Regions from separate parts of the Mus musculus genome. Here all the other regions are linked to region 5. The links are chromatin contacts, called in public Hi-C, HiChIP or PLAC-seq and promoter capture Hi-C maps. All regions are on one chromosome and are shown on one strand. The core of a region is the stretch at or near the end of the contact, and the rest is flanking DNA. Distances in the headings are between cores, read along the strand shown. Region 1 holds the start of Dmwd (dystrophia myotonica-containing WD repeat motif). Region 2 holds the start of Ercc2 (excision repair cross-complementing rodent repair deficiency, complementation group 2). Region 3 holds the start of Gipr (gastric inhibitory polypeptide receptor). Region 4 holds the start of Opa3 (optic atrophy 3). Region 5 holds the start of Arhgap35 (Rho GTPase activating protein 35).

Region 1 (2,700 bases), core at 56-2,555, 2.5 Mb before region 5:
GTGAACCCGGAGCTCACCAGTTCAACTAGACTGGCTGCCATGAGGCCAGAGGATCCTCCTACCTCGGCAGCCTTGACATGGGATCCTGGGATCCATCGCCAAAGCCTCATTTCCTTCAGCCTGGAGCCCCTAAACTCCAGGACATCTGCTGTGGTTCAGCCAGCCATCAGTCACTACAGTCCCTCATTATCACCACTGGATTCTCCGGATCCCCATCTCTCTGTCTCCCCCACTTCCTCACGTCACCCCTCTTCTAGGATTGCTTTACAGATATCTGTCACACCTGGGGATGTCCCCTGCCAGGAACCCCCATCAATTCAGAGCTCCCATCATTTTGCCAAACCCCCTTCATTTCTTCCAAAGCCATTAGACACCATATTCTTTAGGAGCTCCTTCACCTGTTGCTTTGCTCGTCGACCCCTAAGCCACACCTCGGCTCCTTACAAATCCCGTCAGCCCTGGGTATGGCAAGTCTTAAGACTCCCTCCAACAGGCCCAGAAGGCAGGATGCATTTCTCCGTTCTCCATCCCCTGGGCCTGTATCCTCTTAGGATTCCCCAAAGCCCACAGAATATCTGTCACCTCCGTGACCCCCCTCCCCCATTTCCTCCCAGAAGCGCCATCACGTCCTGAACACTCACCACCGGAGAGAACCTCCCCACGCAAAGATTCCCCTGCAACCTCTCAGGACTCCATTAGCTCCAGGATCCAGGCTCCCCTGGGATGCCCAACCTCGGGGCCTTCTGTCACTCTGGGACCCCAGCGCTCTCGGCACCGGAGTCCCCAGCAAGCAGAGCACTCACCCGCTGGCTCCCGCTGCGGCAGCAGCCGGGGTAGAAATAAAGCTCCCGGCCCAGGTTGAAGCAGACGCGGTCTCCTCCCGCGCCCAGTCCGGAGGGCGTGGAGGGCGGCTCCCCAGCGCCATCCGGGTCGCCTAGGCGCACCAGGCTGAGGCGGACGGCGGGCAGCGCGGGCCCGGGCCCGGGGCCGGCGGGCGGCGGGGACGACGCGGGACCCGCGGCGCCGGGCCCGGAGGCTGCGGCGGGCCCGGGCGGGGGCTGAGTGGGCTGAGGCGGCGCCGGGGTCTGAGCGGAGGTCGGGCCCGACCTGCGCGTCGCGTCGCCGGGGAGCAGCTTGTAGAAGCCCTCGCGGGTGCGAAACTGCGACTTGATCTCCGCGCAGTCGCCCATGGCGGCGCTGGGGCCCGGGCCGCCCTCCGCGCCGCCCGCCGCCATCTTGGCCGCCCCCCGGGCCGCACCGCAGCCCGACCGCCCACCGCCAGACCCCCCAGCCGGAAGTTGAGGGGCTAGCACCGGAAGGGGTAGGGTCGTCGTCCGGGTGACGCCTCTACGATTGGCACCCAGAGCCGGAGGCGGGAGAAGCCGAGACAGTTGCTGAGGTAACGGTTCTGGGGCTGTGGGCGGAGGCAATATGTGGGTGTGGTCAACGCGACAGACCCTCGCGTTTGGTTGGCTACGAGGTGTGACTGTTGGGAACGCCCCTAGACCCTAACAACAGCGCCCTGGGAACCGTTTGCCCAGCAACGGAGAAGCCTCAAAGCCTATTCAGAAGCCTCGTGTTGTTACAGCTGACTCCGGGCGATTCTTGGTTTTGTTTTTTAAATAATAAAAAAAAAATGCATTTATTTTTGCGTGTATTTGTGCGTGAACGAGCATGTAGAGGTCAGAGGGAGCCAAGTGCCTTCCTCCATGTGGATCCTAAAGATGGAGCTTAGGTCTTCAAGCTACCTACCTGGCAGCAAGTGCCATTACCCGCCGATCCATCTCACTGACCTTTGGTCTCATACTTGTAGCCCAGGCAGTTTTCAAACTTGACCCAACATCTGGAGTCTCAGGCCTGAGACACCACGCCCAGCTCTTCCCTTCCTCGCTGACCACCTGTGGTCCCCTGCTGCTGTCAGAGTGAAGTGTAGCCATCTGTCGCCTATCTGACCTTGTCTACCTTTTTTGGTTTCGGTTTGGTGATGATGGTTGTTACCTTGTCAATTTGAGGCTACCTAGAATCGCAATGAGGGACAGTCTACTTGGGGTTGGCCTGTAGACCAGTCTGAGGGAGATTGCCTTAATTGATACAGGAAGACTCAGTCCATTGTGGGAGGTGCCATTCCCTAGTCAGGGAGTCCGGAACTGTGTAAGAGTGGAGACCCAGGCTGAGCACAAGAAAACAAGCACACATGCCCTTCTTCCTGCTCTATTCTGGAGACAGCCCTGCCTTGACTTCCCTGCTATGATGTACTGAGACCTGGAATTGCAAGCTGAAATAGCCCTTTCTCCCCTAAGCGGCCTTTTGTCAAGGTATTTTATGTTTTATCACATTGACAGAAGAAGATTGTGTTCTGTTTTGCTCCCCCCGCCCCCCTTGTGAGACAAGGTCTCTAGTTCAGGCTGACCTCCATCTTACCTTGTAGCTGAAAACAAACAAACAAAACAACAACAAAAATACCACAAACTCCAGATCTTCCTGACTCTATGTCTTCCAGGTTGGTACTACACCATGTGCATTGACGGGCTTGAACCCAGGATTTTGTGCATTGCTAGGCCAGCACGTGGCCAACTGGCCGTAAACTGCCATGTCCCATGGAGGTGCTTGGGAATCAGTCCCTGGTCTTTTGGAAGAGCAAACAGTGCTCTGAACACCGAGCCATCACACCAGCCCCCCGCCCCCGCAAATAAAATGTAA
Region 2 (2,700 bases), core at 9-2,508, 2.8 Mb before region 5:
TAGCTCAGCAGGTAAAGGCGATTGCTATCAAACCTAACAGCCTGAATTTGATCCCTAGAACCCACATAAAATGATAAGAAATCTGGGTGGTGTTGGCCTATGCCTTTAATCACAGCACTCAGGAGGCAGAGGCAGGTGGATCTTTTGGGACTTTGAGGCCTGCCTGGTCTATGAAACAAGTTCCAGGACAGCAAAAATCACACAGAGAAACCCTGTCTCAGAAAACACAACGAGGGACTGGAGAGATGGCTGAGCAGTTAAGAGCACTGGCTGCTTGCTCTTCCAGAGGTCCTGAGTTCAAATCCCAGCAACCACATGAAGGCTCACAACCATCTGTACAGCTACAGTGTACTCACATACATAAAACAAATAAATCTACAACAAAACAAAACCGAAATAGAAGTGGAAGGAAAAACCCAACTCCACAAAGTTGTCCTCTGACCTCCACATACGGAACCCCTTCTTCCCTCCACTATTGTCACTACCAGGAATACCTCCAGAGTTTTCCTATACATAGCCCTAGCTAGCCCGAAACTCACTATGAAACCCAGACTGTACTTCAAACTCGAGCAATCTGTCCTCAGCCACCCTGTCTCTAGAATTACAGGCATAATTGTAATTACTATCAGTCAGTTTATGCGGTGCCAGGATGGAACCCAGAGTTTCACCCCTGCTAGCTAGGCTAGCACCCTACCAACTGAGCGACATTCCTCGCCTTGTTATTTACAATTGTTGTTAGTACACGGTCTCGCTGTGTAGCCCCGGCTGGCCTCCAAAATCGCAGCGATGCTCCTGCCTGGGTCTTCCGGGTGCTGGGATAGCAAGGCCCGGGCCCCGACCAGGACGTTTGCCTGCCAGAGGCATCAGAATGCAAGGAGGGCAGCCTCGCCACCCACCTTGGCGTCCAGCGTGCGCTTGAGCTCCAGCATGTAGGAGAACTGCTCCGGGTAGATGTAGTCGTACGGGAAGTAGACCAGCAGCCCGTCCACGTTGAGCCTGGCGGCGGTGAGGCGTCGGTGCCCGGTGCTCTCGAGCCGCCTCGGCCTCCGCTCCGCCCGCCCGCCCGCCCTCGTGGCGTCTCGCCGCCAGGGACCCCGAAGCCACCCGGACCGGTCTCCGCAGCCTCTCCACGCCGCGCCCCAGCCCCGGCGACGCCCACCCGCCGCCCCATTGCCCACCGCAGAGCCGCCCGCTCTTTCAGAGACCCCATCTCACTTCATGGCGGCTGATCGCGGCGTCCACACGCCCGCTCCTGAATATTCAACGAGGGGGCGTGACCCAGAGACACACCTTCCTCGGGACGCCATTGGCCGAGTCCTCCCGTCACTCTGCCAATCGGAAAATTGGCGCGTGCGCATGGCGGTGAGAGGGCGGACTTCGGAGAGAAGTGGTGCCCGAGGCATCGCTGAGGATCGCCGAGGACTTCGAGCAGAACACAGAAAGAAGAGAGTCGAGAGAATCGATAGAGTTCATTGCTGCTTCGCTCCTCCAGGTTCTGTTCTGGTTGTCCAAGTCGTGAAAATAGTGTTTAAGAGAGAATAACAGAGAAATTGGAGACCGTCTTGATTTTTTTGTTTTTCGGGTGTTTTTTTTTGTTTTTTTGTTTGTTTTTTCGAGACAAGGTTTCTCTGTGTAGCCCTGGCTGTCCTGGAACTCACTCTGTAGTACAGGCTGGCCTCGAACTCAGAAATCCACCTGCCTCTGCTTCCCACCACTGCCCTGCCTAGCACGTGTTTTTAAGCATTTATTAATATGGGTTGGAAAGATGGCTCAGACGTTAAAGCATAGGTCACAAACAAACAAAACTTCATTAATTAAGGGCCTGGAGGAATCACTCAGTAGTTAAAAGCACTTTCTGATTTTGAAGAGGAGCAGGGTTCCCAGCCGCCCCACTCTCCACTCCCACCCCCCAAATCAGGCAGCTTATGATCGATCACCTTTAGGGCTAGCTCCATGGAATCCAATACCTCTGGCCTGTGGAAGGAAGAGGAAACCTGCAGAATTTGGTTCAGTCCTTTCCTTCCACTATGTGTGGGAATCGAACTCAGGTCAAAAGGCCTGTACCTCATGAGCCATCTCATGAGGTACAGGCCTCAGTAGACAGTCGTACTATGTAACCCAAGCTGGTCCGGAGCTCACTCTATAGCCTGGGTGGCTGGCCCCAGCTTGTGGCTAACCCACCTGAGGGCTGGACAATGCTGTCAGTTATTTCATATCTCTGGATTCTTGCTCAAATATCACCTTTTAGTCCTTCCTCCCTTCATTTCATCCTTTCTTTTCTTTCTTTTTTTTTTTAAGATTTATTTGTTATATATAAGTACATTGTAGCTGTTTTCAGATATACCAGAAGGGGGTATCCAATCTCATTACTGATGGTTGTGAGCCACCATGTGGTTGCTGGGATTTGAATTCAGGACCTTTGGAAGAGCAGTCAGTGCTCTTAATCACTGAGCTCCAGTCCCTTTTCTTTTTGAGAGAGTCTTTCTACTTAGTTCTGACACTGTCCTAGATCTCACACTATAAACAAGGTTGGCCTTGAACTCACAGAGACCTGCCTGCCTCTGCCTCCGGAGTGAGTGCTGAGATTAAAGGTGCATACCATAATGTCTGGCTATTTTCTTTCTTTCTTTCTTTCTTTCTTTCTTTCTTTCTTTCTTTCTTTCCTCTTTTTGGTTTGGTTTTTCAAGACAGGGTTTCTCT
Region 3 (2,700 bases), core at 110-2,609, 2.6 Mb before region 5:
TGGAGCCAGATGTGGTCATTGCATGAGCCTGTGCCATTGAAATCTGAATCTCAGTACTTGAAAAGCTGAGGCAGGAGATCCAAGGTTGGAGATCACCTCGGTTATAGAATGAGACTCTGTTTTCTTAAAACACACACACACACACACACACACACACACCAAAACCACAAACGAAACAGGACTGGAGAAATGGCAGTTAAGAACACTTCAGGAGGATCCAGAATTCAGTTCTCAGCACCCATGGGGAGACTCACAACCATGGGTAACTCCAGTTCTAGGGGATCCAGTGCCCTCTACTGGCCTCCTCAGGCACTGCATGAATATGGTACACATGCCTCCATGCATGCACATAAAATTAAAACAAAGAAAGACAAATCAGGGATTGGAGCAATGGTTCACTTGGTAAAGTCCTTGTTATGCATGCAGCAAGATAAATTAAGCTGGGTAGTGTATGCTTGTAATCCCAGTACCAGGGAGTCGGAGGCAGGCAGATCTCTGCATTCAAGGGCAGCCAGGTTTATGTAATGAGTTCAAGGACAGCCAGGGCTACACAGAGAAATCTTGTCTTGAAAGACCAAATCAAAGGAAGTAGACAACACTTAAGAATCACATCAGAGGGGCTGGAGAGATGGCTCAGTGGGTAAGAGCATCCGACTGCCCTTTCGAAGGTCCGAAGTTCAAATCCCAGCAACCACATGGTGGCTCACAACCATCCGTAACAAGATCTGACTCCCTCTTCTGGAGTGTCTGAAGACAGCTACAGTGTACTTACATATAATAATAAAAAAAATTTTAAAAAAAGAATCACATCAGAGGTTGTCCTCTGGTCCTTCACGCATACACATGTACACGTACACACATATACAATGACATACATATACACCAAACAATGACAACAGAAAGGCAGTGGTAATTAAGATTATAGGCTGTGTTTACACATATGTGAAGTGTCCACGTCCCAGGGCACACAGCCGCTTGTCCCTGCAAGTGATTGGGAAGCTGTGGGTGAAAGACTGGCTCTCTCAGCATAGTCCTAGTTGTAGAGCTATGAATGAACTTGTTACTCACGGAGTCTCACTCTGTGAGTCTCTGTCGCTCTCCTGCTCAGCATTTGGGATCCTGTGTGAGGCAGCGTGAGAGGCTGTGTAAGTGGCTGGCTGGCATAGTGTGTTCTGTGGCCTGGGGGAGGGGGGAACCATAACTGTGTGACTGTTCCCTCTACGTGACACAATGGCTGTGATAAACGTGCCTGCTCCACGGTTCCCACTCTTCCCCAGAGCTCCCCCTCCTGTTCTCTGGTCCGCCCTGGCCCCGCCCCCTCCCAACACCCCAGGCTGCCAGCGCCTGTCACCTCTTCCAGAGCTCTCTGGCAGGCGAGGCAGGGCAGCTGTGTCAGTGGAGATTGCGAACAGGACTCCGTGCAGGTAAGGGGTCTCCATCAAGCCCTTGCCCTGGGCCCATCTCTCCCTTGACTGTCCCCCTATCTCAATCTTTGTCTCTTTCTGCCTCTCTGACCTGTCATCTCTTCACCTCTTTTAATCTCTAAATGGGCTTTTTCTACTCTTTCCCCTTCTCTGTCTCTTCCCTAGTCACTTCCTCTGTCTCTGAGCCACAGTTTTGTCTTTATCTCCTTTTTTGCCCTTTAGGCTCTGATCTCTCGCTTGTGTCTCATTGTCCCCAAGTCTTTCTGTTCTTATACCTTATAACTGAGTCCGTGATTTTTTGTTTGTTTGTTTTGGTTTTTTGGTTTTTGGTGTTTTTGTTTGTTTGTTTGTCTTATATTTTTTCTTTTCTGTAGCTCTGAGATTCCCTTTTGAAACTCTGCATTCACATTGTCTGGGCGGGGGTGATAGTTGGGTTAGAAGGATTTTCAGAGCATCTAACGTCCAAAAGTCAGAAACCCAGGGTCTAATATCTCTCTGTTCCCTAAATATTTAGATGCTGGGAGAGCGCTGTCCCTCTGACTTCTTGAAGCCAGGGAAGTTTTAGAAGATTGGGCTTTTATCTTCTATATAAATTGATGCGAACTCAAATGATCGGTTCAAATTCCCTTCAGGGCTTGACTGACAGTTTCTAGTCTCTCCTCTCTAAGGAGGTCTCAGGTTCCCAAGAGTCCCTCCGGTCTAGCCTCTCGGTGACACTGACGCTTCTGCCTGTCACAGCTCTAGGGCAACAGGCCCCTCAGCAAACACCCCTCCCTTCCACCTTGGCTGCCTCAGCAACACTTAGGAGGACCTGGGAATCGCTTAGCTGATCCCAGCCTCACTTATCTACTGGAGGCCGCGCCTAGTCCTGCTCCGCCCCAAATCCTCACGTGCGGAAATGGGGGGCGTGGCCTCAGACGCCATGTGCTTCTGGCAGGTGAGCACTGACTTGGACTGAAGCCCAAGAGTTGGTTCTGCCTTGGGACCCTCCAGCCCAACTGCCTCCGAGTGGCCAGAGTTTCCATCACCTTTCAAGGATGCCCCTGCGGTTGCTGCTTCTGCTGCTGTGGTTGTGGGGACTCCAGTGGGCGGAGGTGAGGACCTCGAGAGATAATAGGCGCTCTGGGGTGGTTTTAAGCCTTTCCCTACATTAGGGAGAGTTTTAAGGCTGCTCGCCCCCCTCCCTGTATAAACTGGTAGTTTCTCTTCACACAGTTTCCCTCACAAGTCCTCCAGGTGGGGACAAGCTACCCCTTCCTTTGGGCGATTTTCTAGG
Region 4 (2,700 bases), core at 92-2,591, 2.6 Mb before region 5:
TGGAGGAGAAAAGTCAAGGGTCCCCTTAGTGCCTATGTTCCACCCTTGGAGCCAACAATGTCCCTCAGTGGTCTGGTGAGATTCTCCTCACCCTTCAGTCTCAGTTGGAATATTCCCTCTACCCGGAAGTGCTCTTTGTACTCTATGTCAGGTCAGGTACCTAGTGGGCTCTGCCATCCCATCTAGATTGTCACTGTATGAGTCTTGGTTCGACAGACTGGTACTGGCGTAGATAGACCCTGTTGTTTTATAAGCAGGGTCAGCTCAAAACAAACACTCATCATATCATTTATAAGCTACATGGGGCGTTGGACAAACATGAACGGTAGTTCTCGGTAAATTACAAAGACTTCCCCCTCGTCTCTGCTTTACAGAGATCAGTCTTTTCTAGGAGCACACATCTGGTGCGTTTGCGAAGCAAGTGAGGTCTTTGCTCAGGAGACTCCCTTGGCTCACCCGGCTGCTCTAAACTCGAGTCTGCCTACAGTTCCTGACATAATGCGGACATATTAGGACCGTATCTTTCCCAGTGTCGGGCTAAGAAGCCTGCACGGTGCGGCTACCGAACGAAAAGGATCGGTGTGAGGAAACTCATAAATAAACGGAAGGACGCCCATTCTGGGTTCATCCTTTTGCCAGGTCGCAAGATTCCAACACTATCACGACCCTAACTCAGTGTAAAACTAACGCACAAGCTCTGTGCTCTAAACCCAGGGTGATACGCAAATCACCCACAGGGCCGAAGGGAAACTGAGGGACAAACTGGGGTTTCTGTAGTCAAGTGTCTCTCTTAAGGATGGCTCCGAAGCGGATCGCTAAGGGGACTTCTTCTCGGTCCCGCCCCTAACTTCTGACAATAAGCTCCACCCTGGTGTTTCTCACACCTCATCCTATTGGCTGGTGTAGACGTCAACCGCCAGAAGCCCTCTTCTCTATTGGCTTGCATTCCAAACTCGCGCGGTGACGCCCCTGACTGCTCTCCCTTCTTCCCTATTGGGTCAGTGACACGCCCCTCTAGCAGAAGCCATCCTCATTGGCTATAGCGTTTTGCCGGTTCGCGCCGGGATTGGTCAAGCACAGACGCCGTTCCCCTGAACTAGAAAGATCGGGAATGGAAGGGCTAGAGGCCTTGGGGTGAGACTCACGCTGGGCTGGCGGTAGGCAGATGTAGGTCTTGAAGAACTCGCTGCGGCGGGCAGCATCCTTGATACGGTTGGCCAGCGGCTTGCTAACCTGCCGGATGCCCAAGTAGAACAGCTTCGCCATGGGGAACGCGCCCACCACCATCTCGGCGGCCGCCCTGGGGCACGCGCAACCTTGCTGACTGGGCGGGGCGCCGCCGACCTCGCCGTTCCTCCCCCACCCGCCCGTGGGCCGTGCGTGCTTGCGTAAGGAAGGACTTGCCTACGTGCCTACGTAGGAGCGTGCGTTTGCACGCTCGCGGCGGAGGTGGTGGGGAGGGTGTTTGTCTGCTGGGGGGGGGGCGGGCGCTCGTGACGTCGCCGCGTCGACGCCTCGACGTCCGTACGTTGGGTATGCAAATGTGCGGCGGAAGTGAAGCGTCAGAGGGCGGTGCCGTTAAACGGCCGCTCGTGGGAGCGTGGCCGGAGCCCTAGTCCCGACGTACTGACGTCACCGCGTCTTGCGTGATGTCACGTACTGAGTCGATTTCCCTGCCCATAGGAGGCGCCTGGTGAGTCCCAATTAAGTCTAAAGAGTCGGGGTGCGCCTTCCCGGCGGTTAGTGCCCTCGCCGGGGAGGGGAGCGAGTCAGCGCGTAGTCATACAGACCTGCCGCTTTACTCACTCTCTGAAGTTGGAGGAGTGACTCAACCCTTCAGGAAATCGGTTCGTTCTTTTTTTGTTGTTGTTTTTTTTCCCCTAATTGTTTTTAAAAGCCGGTCTCGTGTAACCCAGCCTGGCTCCGAACTCAATGTGTAGCCTACGCTGTCCTTGGAACTCCTGATCCTCCTGTGTCTGTGCCGCAGTGCGGTGCTGGGATCACAGCCCTGCGCTACACGGCCCAGCATTGATGTCAGCATCCCCGTGAGCAAAATGTCACACATAACAGTACCTGTCTTGTGTTTTCTGTGTTGTGAGGCTTGTGTCTCTGAACCCCAAGGCATTTCCCATCTTAGGAGGGGGGCTCCACCACTGAGCAAAAGACTCCAGCTCCTCCCAGGGGGGAGGGGGTTAGGCGGTGACTCTATCGCTGCGCCATGCTCACTGAGTGGCTCTACTAGTCAGCTTTGTGTGTGAATCCTGAATGTAAAACACAGGAAGTAACTACATGTAGAGCATGTCCCGCAAAGCCCAAATGTGCACTACAGCTAATCCATCCTTTTCCCAAGTAACCGAGTGAAAGACTGAGGGTCCCATAAGAACGGGGTGACACGGGGCTTCTCAGCCACCACATTGCCTAATATCACTGGTTCTCAAGCAGCCTGACTTCCTCCTTTGGAGGGTAAGGGTCCCCAGGGAGCTGGCTCAGGAAGGAACTTTAAGGACATGTCCCAGACTGTCCTCCCTTACCCAGCAGGGAGCAAAATCATATAAACAAAGTCAAGACTTAGTTGAGAGAAATTCCTGGATGGTGGCGTGAGGATGGGTAGTTGGGGACGGGAAGGGACCGGAAGGCAAAGGAGCAGAGGGGTCGTGGCTATCAAGAGAAAAAACTGGTGACACATAGCCAAGGGACCCC
Region 5 (2,700 bases), core at 199-2,698:
CCTTTGTAGAGAGCCAAAAGAGACATACATACTGGCTGCCTTAACCACCTTAAAGCAGACTCCAGGAATATCACCCACAGCATGACCTTTTTGACTTCATGAAGTTCTGGCTGCTGGATTTGGTCGAGCCCATGTAATTTTATTTAGCAATGCTTACTGCGTACTCAATACGTGTAGGTCACTCCTTTACACCCCACCCTCATTTAGAGACACAGTAGTTCCCTCTTAACTCCCCTGTTGCTTTCTGATGTTTCAGTTACCGGTGGCTAGGAGGGTCACATCCACATTTCTCTTATTACAGCGTAATATATATTCATCGTTTTTCTATTGTTGTGGGTAATCCTCTGCTAAGAGTAATCCATCAGCTATTATAGATATTAATGTATAAGGGAGATCGCCCATATTTTACTGGGTTCTAGTAGTTCGAGGATTCCCACCATGAATCGTGGCCATAGGGCCTATTATACCTCATTCGATTCTCCAAGCGACCCTTTGGAGTTCAGTATTGTTATCCCACTTTACAGATGAAAAGCCTGGAAAGAAGTGCAAGGCTGGATCGGAAACACGTGCTTCCTTCAGGCATTCCACACTCTGTGAGGCGCCGGGAAAGCCTGTCTTTCACAATCCATCCTTCCGGAGGGCTCCCAGAGGAATACAGAGTTAGAGGGGAGCCCTCTTACATCACCATTCCCCCTGCAAGCACCCAAAGTGACATGTGGTTTGCTGTCATTTGCCCGATGCTGACTTGGGAGACTAGGGCTGCAATGCAGGGCCTGTCCTTCCTCTGCCCGAGACCAAGCACTGGGAGAAATCACCAGTAACTTGTATCAACGCGCCTGGCCCACAGGTTTTTCTTCAGCGCCCGGGAAAGAGCACGTGCCCCCTGTCCCCGCCCACTCTTTTGGGCTGGCCAACGGCGAGCCTGGGTTGGGCTGTGAAGGACCACGCCCCCTTCCCTCGCCCAATTGGTTCACTCGCTGGGTACGCTCCCTCCTTCACAGCCCCGCCTCGCCACCCCACGTTACGTCTGTCCCCCCAACCCCCTCCGTTATCCCGAAGCTGCGGCTCCAGGAGGCGAACCCACCTCCCTCTGCCTTCCATTGGTTAGTGAGGTCCCGCGCGAGCGGGATGGAGCCCTAAGTCCCCGCCCTCACGAGCCGGGCCAAGCCTCTCAGAGATGGCTTTCTCTTGGAGCCGGCGCGGTGTGGGGAGGGGCGGCGGGTACTGCAGCCTGGAACGCGCGACGCCGTGCGCGCCCCCCTTGCGGGCTCCTCCCTCCCTTCGGTGGCTTCGCAGGCTGCAGCCGTCTCTGCGCACGCGCACTCAGCCCACCCCGCGCCCTCCTGTGCCAGTTCGCGGGTGTCCGTCCTCGCGCTGTGTAAATCTGGCGCCGCAGCCGCTGAGGTAGCGGCGTTTTCCTCAGGCGCGCACGCGCACTCGCGCCCTCGGTGTCCGCGCGTGCCTGTCCTCCCGGCCTACGGTCCTCGCGGTGCGCTCGGCCCACAGGGCCGTTATCCACTTCCCAACCCCAGCCCCAGCATCTCTCGCCCCTCAGAAACGCACGCGCACTTGCGAGAGGGTCTCCAGTACGCGCACGGCCGCGGCGGCCGCAGGAAGGAGGCGACAACGCCGCTGCCGCCGCCGCCGCCGCCGCCGCCATTGCGCGGGAGGGAGGGAACGAGCGAGCGAGCGAGGCTGGTCCGCCCTCCCCCTGGTTCCCGCCCCTCCCCCCTTCCCCTCCCCGCCCCCCGCCCCGAGGGAGAGCCGCGGCGCGGCGGGAGGAGGAGGTGGAGGAGGCGGAGGAGGGAGCCCGCGAGGGAGGGTCCGCCCGGCCCCCCGCCGCCGGAGCCGCCACCGCCGCCTCAGCCGCCTCAGGAACGAGTCGCTAGGGGAACATGGCGCCGGGCCCGCCGTCGCTGCGGCTGGGATCGCGGAGGCCGGGGCCGCGCTGAGTGCGCCCCCGAGACTGGTAAGTGTCTCGTAGCTGGCGGAGGGGAATGTGGGGACGGGCGAGGCGCCGGGCGCCGCCCCGCTGCGGGATCCAAGGGTGGGGGGAAAGGCGGGGACCGCGGGGCCCGGAGCCCGCGAACAATGGAGGAGCCGGAGGGGGAGGGGTGGGAGCGCCCCCCCCAGCGCCCCGCGGTCCCCGCGTCCCGGCCGCTGCATGCCCGGGCCCGGCCCGCGCGGCCCGCCTTGCCCTTCCTATTCGCTAGTGTCCCCGCAGCCCTGCAATCCCGGCGTCTGCCTCCACACACGCCCCACCAAACCCGGTGAAGGATCTCGGTGTCTCTCAGCCTCCACTCGAGATACCCGACTCCCAATTCTGAGCCGTCTTCTTTCCCACTTCCTCCCCCACCCCGACCCCCAGTCATACCTACTTCGCCACCTCCTGGAGTCGGCTGTGCTCCTGGGACAGTCTACCTCCTCATTGACCCCTCAGTATCCCCTCTGACGCTCACTTTGAATATCCGTGGCCCTTCTACCTTACCTGTTTTCTGCTAGCATCACTTTTGGGAGGAAATCCCCATTCTCCTTCTTTGGCCTATTTACTGTTATTATCCCTGCGGTAGAACATCTTGCATCCCCAGGAGCTGTCCCTTTAGGACCTGCGGTTCCACCTCCGTGGAGATCCGTATTGGTCTGTTGATACAGGCACTGCTCTACTGCCCTCCCGGTCTTGGCTTTGGACATAATTCCTCC

Evidence for each region. Promoter capture Hi-C pulls out the DNA fragments that hold promoters and counts their contacts. A called contact is a pair of places that touch in the nucleus more often than the background predicts. HiChIP or PLAC-seq counts read pairs in DNA pulled down with a chosen protein or histone mark. Capture Hi-C pulls out chosen DNA fragments and counts their contacts.
Region 1: a Hi-C map of B cells shows a contact between it and region 5, with 6 read pairs. The contact joins the promoter of Dmwd here to the promoter of Arhgap35 in region 5. A contact is called at or near these places in 1 of 39 promoter capture datasets (liver), 1 of 484 Hi-C or Micro-C datasets (B cells) and 2 of 9 other capture datasets (adipose tissue and liver).
Region 2: a contact with region 5 is called in a promoter capture Hi-C map of adipose tissue, with 2.5 times the contacts expected there. The contact joins the promoter of Ercc2 here to the promoter of Arhgap35 in region 5. A contact is called at or near these places in 1 of 115 datasets of contacts at active chromatin or transcription factors (fetal liver) and 2 of 9 other capture datasets (adipose tissue and liver).
Region 3: a contact with region 5 is called in an H3K27ac HiChIP or PLAC-seq map of embryonic stem cells, with 4 times the contacts expected there. The contact joins the promoter of Gipr here to the promoter of Arhgap35 in region 5. A contact is called at or near these places in 1 of 39 promoter capture datasets (embryonic stem cells) and 2 of 115 datasets of contacts at active chromatin or transcription factors (embryonic forebrain and embryonic stem cells).
Region 4: a contact with region 5 is called in a promoter capture Hi-C map of embryonic stem cells, with 4 times the contacts expected there. The contact joins the promoter of Opa3 here to the promoter of Arhgap35 in region 5. A contact is called at or near these places in 1 of 39 promoter capture datasets (embryonic stem cells) and 1 of 115 datasets of contacts at active chromatin or transcription factors (embryonic forebrain).

The regions. Positions count from the first base shown.
Region 1 is chr7:19,074,805-19,077,504 of GRCm38.p6, reverse strand. Dmwd (dystrophia myotonica-containing WD repeat motif) reads right to left here and starts at 1,305. Exons shown (of 5, transcript NM_010058.2): 1 at 804-1,305. The coding sequence starts at 1,235.
Region 2 is chr7:19,380,575-19,383,274 of GRCm38.p6, reverse strand. It overlaps Ercc2 (excision repair cross-complementing rodent repair deficiency, complementation group 2), which reads right to left and starts at 1,258. Exons shown (of 23, transcript NM_007949.5): 1 at 1,216-1,258; 2 at 897-996. The coding sequence starts at 1,220.
Region 3 is chr7:19,164,786-19,167,485 of GRCm38.p6, reverse strand. It overlaps Gipr (gastric inhibitory polypeptide receptor), which reads left to right and starts at 1,359. Exons shown (of 14, transcript NM_001080815.1): 1 at 1,359-1,424; 2 at 2,362-2,518. The coding sequence starts at 2,462.
Region 4 is chr7:19,227,030-19,229,729 of GRCm38.p6, reverse strand. It overlaps Opa3 (optic atrophy 3), which reads right to left and starts at 1,341. Exons shown (of 2, transcript NM_207525.3): 1 at 1,146-1,341. The coding sequence starts at 1,287.
Region 5 is chr7:16,613,741-16,616,440 of GRCm38.p6, reverse strand. It overlaps Arhgap35 (Rho GTPase activating protein 35), which reads left to right and starts at 1,448. Exons shown (of 7, transcript NM_172739.4): 1 at 1,448-1,969. Gm29443 (predicted gene 29443) reads right to left here and starts at 2,617. Exons shown (of 3, transcript NR_136928.1): 1 at 2,489-2,617.